Regions from separate parts of the Sus scrofa genome. Here region 2 is linked to region 1. The links are chromatin contacts, called in public Hi-C maps. All regions are on one chromosome and are shown on one strand. Each heading gives the region's core, a stretch centred on a gene start, on an enhancer-like site or on the middle of the called end of the contact. The rest is flanking DNA. Distances are from core to core; before and after follow the strand shown.

What was found. Hi-C and Micro-C count contacts between places; a contact is called where the count stands out from the background.
Region 2: a Hi-C map of skeletal muscle shows a contact between it and region 1, with 5 times the contacts expected there. The contact joins the promoter of MCCC1 here to the promoter of DCUN1D1 in region 1. A contact is called at or near these places in 2 of 47 Hi-C or Micro-C datasets (heart right ventricle and skeletal muscle) and 1 of 2 datasets of contacts at active chromatin or transcription factors (alveolar macrophages).

The regions. Positions count from the first base shown.
Region 1 is chr13:120,948,959-120,952,727 of Sscrofa11.1, forward strand. It overlaps DCUN1D1 (DCN1-like protein 1), which reads right to left and starts at 1,867. Exons shown (of 7, transcript XM_003358695.4): 1 at 1,553-1,867. The coding sequence starts at 1,555.
Region 2 is chr13:121,068,667-121,072,435 of Sscrofa11.1, forward strand. MCCC1 (methylcrotonoyl-CoA carboxylase subunit alpha, mitochondrial) reads right to left here and starts at 2,029. Exons shown (of 19, transcript XM_021069887.1): 1 at 1,511-2,029. The coding sequence starts at 1,581.

The DNA of each region.
Region 1 (3,769 bases), core at 617-3,116:
ACTATGAACAGAACACATTTCAGTGCTCTCCCAGAGTGTTTACCAGGGAATTACATTTCATTACTTCAAGCTTACTACTTAACTACACGCCAAGAGTCTGGAAACTTTAGGAGTAATGTCTATGACCCTCAAAACGCTTAAGAAATTGGAAACTGTTCAGCCACCCAGGTGGATCTTTGAACATCGCAACATTAATCTAAACATTAACTTGCACTTTACAGCAGTTTTCTTGCAAACACAAATGGTAAATTTTCATGAAATTTACCAGAGAACGTAAGTCCTGAGTACAAAGCAAACTAAACCACATGTCCATATATGACACCACAATTCTGCCAAGTTGGAGGCGAGACTAGATAAGCGTCATTCAGCAAAAATAAGATCAACTAAAAACAAAGACACTGGGGCATTCCCTTAACACAGACACACACACACACCCTCGTCAAAGAGGCCTTTATGTTCCCCCTGAGCAAAAGGACAACAATATCATTTTTACTGTCTATTCATACAGTATCCTACATGGAATTCCACTCATGCTCAGATATAATGCTAAACATCGCTTCTCAAAAACTAAAGTCCAAGAGTCAGGTACACAATTACCAAAATGTAAACAGATAACTTAAATACCACGTCTTTAAGCTTGTTAGACATTTTCCAAACAAAAAAGAAAAAAAAAGGAGAGGGAAATAACTTGACAAACTGTTTTTTAAAAATCACAAATGGTCTTTAACTGGTATAATAAAGGAATTACTCCTCCCACCCCAAGTACATAAAATACGTGCTCAAAAGGTAGCAAGTCTGCTTCTCCTAATTTTATAAAATAAGAACAGGTTGCACTTCCGTACCCCCCCTCCCCCCACGTCCCCCAGCTCCGCGGTCTCCCATGGTCTCAGCAGAGACGTAAATATAACCTTCACCAACTAGCCAGTGAAACTCCCATTTTCCAAAAGCATGGGACGCGCTGAGAGGTGATGGAGAAAGGAAGAGGGCTGTTACCCCGCCCCAAGCAAAACTGCCTGGAGACTTGAAGGGTGTTGAAGCCGGAGCGGAGGAGGGAGAAGAGCGCCGGGAAAGTCTTCTCCTTCTCCCCGGCGGGGCGGAGGGGGAAGCCCCGGCTCCGGGGCGGGGGGGAGGCTCCTCAGCCGGAACCCCGGACCCCGGTCCCCCGCCAGACACAATGGAGCCAGCGAGGGGGCCGGGCAGGGGCAGGGCCGTTGCCCCATCCCCTCCCCCCGCCCCAACGCCTCCCCTCGCCGCGCCGGGCCCCGGGCGAGGGGCACTGGGGGCCGCTCCCCGCGCCCTAAACTCTCCGGGGCTCCCGACTAGGCCCGGCTCCGCTCCGCCTCCTCGGCTCTCGCGTAGCGGCGGCGCCCGGGCGGGAAGGGGCGAAGGAGGAAGGGAGAGGCGGGGAGGAGAGCCCTGCCGGGGAGCGGGACGGAGGCCGCGGGCCGAGGCTCGGGGCGGCGGGGTCGCCACGGGGCGGAGGGCGGCTGGGGCGGGGGTGCGCGGCTGCGCCGGCCGCCAGCCGGCGGGGCGGGCGGCCGCAGTGCCTCACCATGTTGGTGTCCTCCAGGCCTCTCCCCTCCTCCTCCGACTCCGCAGCGAATGGACGGCGGCGGCGGCGGCGGCTCCTCTCACGGGCTTGCCGGGCTCCCGCTCATGCGCAGTGCGGGGCAGCCCCGGCGCGGCCCGAGGAGGCAGCCCCGGGCCTCCGGGAGGCGGAGGGACTGGGGCGGGCAGCGGACGACCCGCGCGGGGCTTCCCCCGGGCGCGGGGTCCCCCCTCCCCGGCGGGGGGCGCGGCGGGGCAGGAGGGCGACGCACGCGCTGCGCGCGCGGACATCCTCCCGCCGCGCCAGGCGGTCTCTAATGGGGTGGGAGGCCGGGGGACACCACCTCCGCTTCCTACGCGCTCTTTCCTCCGTCCGACGGCCAGGGCTGGGTATGCACGGGCGGGAGGAGGGGAAGAGCGATGGCCCATAACTTGAGCAACTGGGGACGACTGGAAGGGCCAGGACTGAGGCGCTAGATCCATGCCAAACCTCCCCTCAACATCAATACCACCCCCCCAAAAAAGGAAGAGTGAAAACACCTCCACCCCAATGTTTTTTTTCTCTCCACCCTCCCTCCAACTCCATCGTTCCAGTATGGACTTCATCAGGTCGCCCACGCGGACATGCCATGGGCGACCTTAGTCTAGCCATGTGGGAGCCGTAATGCCCTTTAGTATGGCACAGGCTCTTCCCAGACCTATGTCCACAGGAAGACCAGTGGGATGGTCCTAGGGTACCAGGTGAGGAGGACTGAGGATTCAGGGCCCCATGCCTGCCACCATTGGCACCTAAATATCCACTTAGTTAAACCTTCCTAGGATAAGTTTTGGGAAGTAAACTTTTCTTTTTAAAACCAAGGGTTGATGTGAGGCTTGACCTAATCTTCTAAGTCTGGTGAGGCTGAGGATACCAGTATTCTCTGCTGGGGGTCAGTGGACAAGTATGTGCTGCAGGGAGTATAAAAGACTCTTTGGAATAGTCCCTGCCCTTAAGACATAATTGGAGAGATGAGACACTTTCACGCACGAGGGAAGGAAATAAGAAAATAGATAATAAAGCAAACATCAGAAAAGCAGATCTAACATTGAGCGAAAAGATCTATGTGTTTCAGAACAGAACCAACCTGAGTGGAAGTGGTATCACCCTCACCTGTTATCACCCCAATACTGGCATAAGCTGCCAGATCAACTCTATAACTTCACAGCTTTAAAATTCTTATGAAAGCCACAGACCTTCTTTGGCAATCCCTGGGGACCTCCTAACCCTTCCTGGAGCAGCCATGTATCAGGAGCTCCCAGGACTCTACCAAGACAGACCCCTGGCCACCACTAACCACACAGCCATTCTTTTCACCAGCCTTCAGTGTGCTTATACTAATGTACCAATCTCCTTGCTAGGCTCTGGGTAAACAGCTCAGTCAGAATAAGACAGATACGCCTCATGCAGCAAGCCTGAAGCTGGACCATATCCCTGGATGTTCTCCAGGTATTCACCTAGCATTTGACCTGAAAGATCAACTAACATCTATGGTCTAAAGGAAGAGGATTCTCGATATCTCTTTCCCCGCACTGTCATACCTCATTGACGTAATAGCTCATGGGTCTACAACTCAAGCTCTTTTTCCTAATTGCCAACTCCAGTAAACAGTTCTTAGTTCTTATTCTACTTGCCCTTGCTTCTGCATTTGAACATTTATTTCCTCCTTAAATTTCCTTTCCATCATTTTCCATGATTCCACTTTCTTCTACATTTCTTCCTTCGTCTGTGACCACTTCCCTCTGCTGGTTTAGCTCTCTTTGGCTCTTAAATGGTGGCCTTTCCAGAACTATCCCTGAATCTCTTCCTGTATACAAGTTGTGTCATGTTCTCACTCACATTCCCACAATGTCAACTACTACCTGTATTTTGAAGAGTCCTAAATCTTGACTTCTACACATTAATTTTGGTTACTCCACAGGCCTGTCAGTCTTGACAAATCCAAAACCTTATTCCCAAACCTGCTTTCCTCCTGTCTTTTTACCAGATCTTCCAAGCGAGGAAGGCTAAGAGTCATTCCCGATTCCTTCTATTTCATCCCTCTAAGTGTAATCGCTCACTAAATGTTTTTTTGGTTTAACACATAGCCTCTTTTCTTTTTTGGCCACCGTGGGGCATATGGAGAGTTCCTTAGCCAGAGATCAGATCTGAGCCGCAGTTCCAAACTATACTGCCGCTGTGGCA
Region 2 (3,769 bases), core at 779-3,278, 120 kb after region 1:
CTGATCGTCAGTGGAAGATCGAGGATCATAGCCTCTTCCCATCACAATCTTCAGATAGTTTATTGATAAGATTCAAGGCCTGTCCTGGGCACTGTGTCTATAAAATGGCTGCCTCTTGGTAAATCCAGCTTAAGACTCTGATTAAGTTTTAAGGACACTGCTGAACTAGTTTTCCTCTGCCATTTTCCAGTAAAGACCAGCAGACAGCCAGATACTGCCCCTCCCACACACCACCTCCCACACATCACTTAGCTATAATCTATGCCAACACTGTTCTGATTGTTTATTCCATTTTCCACCATTATCTAAGCTTTAATTTTAAATAATGGCTAAAAAACAACATTAAGAAGTTGCTTCTATGGAAAGCTATCCCGTGCTCCTGGGCAGGAAGAATTAATATCATCACCTCTTTCTAGATAAAGTCCTGAGCTAATAAGCAACTTGCCCAAAGTTGCTCACACACCCAGTGCTGAGCTGAGCAGGACTCCTGCCTTCTGACTGCAGTCTTAGCAGTAAGCTATACTGTCTTTCCAGAAAGAGGGAAAGGAGAGAGACATGGAGGGAAGGGAAAGCAAAGGAAGCTAAAGAAGCCTGCTACCTGGAAAACTGAAGATATCTTCCCTGCCAAAGTTATTACCACGGAAGCTTATACTTTAAAACGGATCTGGAGGGAGTTCCCGTCGTGGCTCAGCGGTAGCGAACCTGATAGTATCCATGAGGACGCAGGTTCGATCCCTGGCCTTGCTCAGCGGGTTAAGGATCCAACGTCGCCCTGAGCTGTGGTGTAGCCCGACAGCTACAGTTCTGATTCCACCCCTAGCCTGGGTGCTGCCCTAAAAAGACTTAAATAAATAAATAAATACATAAATAAAACAAACCGGATCTGAAGTCAGGTTAGCTAGAGTGATTATCTAAAAGTTTTGTTTAAACTTGTGTACAAAGCTTCTGGCCAAACACCCTCTCAGCCCTTTGGGAGATAAGTTTGCTTTTGTTAACTTGATTCATTTCAGCAAAGAAAAAGAACTCCAAAAGTGTTCCCCTGAACATAAAGAGGCTTCAGGGCATCCTGGCGCCATTTCTTACTACTAGTGTAAACTAGAGCGAGCCGCGACGCTTTCGGACTTCACCAAAAAGCGCGATGATAACAGCGCTTCCCACACAAGAAATTCAGCGAAAACACTAAGTTAAAGGTTAGGAGCCGTGTAAGCATTACGCTTGTCCCTATGGCGAGCGGAGCATGGAGACAGCAGGCCCAGCCTCCCCACTCCCCCCCTCCTCAAAAACGGGCAGAAGGCTGAAGGGTGGCTGTGTGGAAGGGAGAAGAAAAGGAAGGGCTGGGCGGGTCTCCCTCCTTAGGCCGAGAATGAAGCAGAAACTCCCCAAGTGCGCCGGAATTTTCCTTCCGTCCTCCCCTCCTCCCAGTCGACTCTCTGTCCCTCCACGCCTCCACAGGGCTTTAGAGTTCATTCCCGCCCCAACACGGAACCGAGGCCCCTCCACCCGCCGTTACCTCGGCGGCAGCAGCAAGCTCGTGACTCGCTGCGTCAAGAGCAACACAGACACCGCAGAGGCCGCCGCCATGTTCCTGCAGCCCCGCAGCCCGCTGGCTCCTAAACATACAGCTGCGTCCCATTCACTGCAAAACCCTGCCTCGGTTGCTCCAGTGCGTGGTCTTCTGCCGGCCACAGTCCAGGTCAAAGCAAACCAATAGGCCAACCGTGGTGTGGTGGGGGCGTCTCCACCAGAACCAATCAAAGAACCGAGGAGGGCTTCGGTGGCGGCGATTGGTCGGGCCACGTGTCCCGGGGTTATCCTGCTTCCTCCGCCCCGCCCCTTGTACCAACGAGAGGAAGGGTCAGCTAAAACCCGGAGTTCTGTCTTCCCTAGGCTTTTGGCTATCCTTCTTTCTGGAACCGTCCTTCGGACTTTTATCCTTAAAGCCGCGAGAAAGCGGGCGAGACGGAGTCGTGGGGGAAAGTAAACGGGGTGGAGAGCATGATAATCAAATTTTCTAGTGATCTCAAGAACGAATGAAATAAATAACTAAAATTAAATTTAAGGCGTTCGCTTGTGGCTCAGCGGGTTAAGAATCCCATCGGTAGGGTTGCAGCAGTGGGGAGGGTTCGATCCCTGGCCCAGGAGCTTCCATATGCCTGGGGTGGGGCAAAAAAATAAAATTTAGCTAGAAGTTTAAAACCACTTGAGATTTCTTTTGGTTTTGGTATTTTGTCGTTTTGTGGAAGTTCGCAGACACCAGAGCGGTGACTAGAGCTGAGCCCTTTAACCTGCTGTACCACAAGGGAAATTCTAAAAATACCCGAGCATCAAAAAAAAAAAAAAAAAAAAAGTCAAATTGAATGCAGGATATCAAGGAAATAAAAGTACTGAAAACACAGCATATAAATGCTTATTTGCTATAGCTCAAATCAGGCTTATAGGAAATTTATAGTGAAAGTGAATCAATCTCCAGTTCAAGGTTTAGGAAGGATACATTAGGAAAGCAGAATAAATCAGTAAAGATAAAAAACAAAAAATGAATCAAGGAGTTACCATCGTGGTGCAGCTGAAATGAATCTGACTAGGAACCAAGAGGTTGCTGGTTCCATCCCTGGCCTCACTCAATGGGCTAAGGATTCAGCATTGCCATGAGCTGTGGTGTGGGTCACAGATGTGGCTCTGATCCTGTGTTGCTGTGGCTGTGGTGTAGGCTGGCAGCCATAGTTCTGAGTCACCCTTAGCCTGGGAACCTCCATATGCTGCGCAGGGTACAGCCCTAAAAAGCAAAAGCAAAAATAAAAACAAAGAAATGAATTGAGAGAACTAACATGAAACAAATCTGACTAGGATCCATGAGGACACAGGTTCAATCCCTGGCCTCGCTCAGTGGGTTAAGGATCTGGTGTTGCTGTGGCTGTGGCTGTGGTGTAGGACAGCAGCTATAGCTCGGATTCGACCCCTAGCCTGGGAAGCCCCATATACTGTGAGTGCAACCTTAACATAAAAGACAAAAAAAAAAAAAAAAAAGAGAGAGATAAGTGATTAAATATAAAAAAGTGAAAGCATAAAAGTGCTAGAAGGTATCATGAGATATCTTTTTTTTTTTTTTTTGGTTTTTGGTTTTTAGGGTCACACCCCCGGCATATGGAGGGTCCCAGACCAGCGGTCAAATTGGAGCCACAACTGCCAGCCTACACCACAGCTACAGCAACACCAGATCCAAGCCATGTCTGCGACCTACACCACAGCTCACGGCAACGCCAGGTCCTTAACCCACTGAATGAGGCCAGGGATTGAACTGGACACCTCATGGTTCCTAGTTGGATTTGTTTCCTCTGTGCAACAACAGGAACCCCGTCATGGGATATCTTAAAGGTTTTTCTAAGTCTAACACAATACTCAGAAACTGTAACAGAAAAAGAACTGATAAATTCAACTACATATTTTTTTGAAAATCTGCACATAAAACATACATATTGAAAAAACCAGTAAACTTAGAATAATTTAAAATTCTCATCACAGATGAAGGCCTACTTCCCTTAGTATATAAGTAATTAATATAAATCAATAAGAAAAAATCTATAATGTAAGAGAAAATTGTCAAAGAATGTGAAAAGACCAATGGAACAGAATAGAGAGCCCAGAAATAAACCCATGCATATACAATTAACTAACATTTGACAAGGGTGCCAAGTACTCCTAATGGGGAAAGGATAGTCCCTTCAATAAATACTGTTGGGAAAACTGGATATCCACATGCAAAAGAATGAAC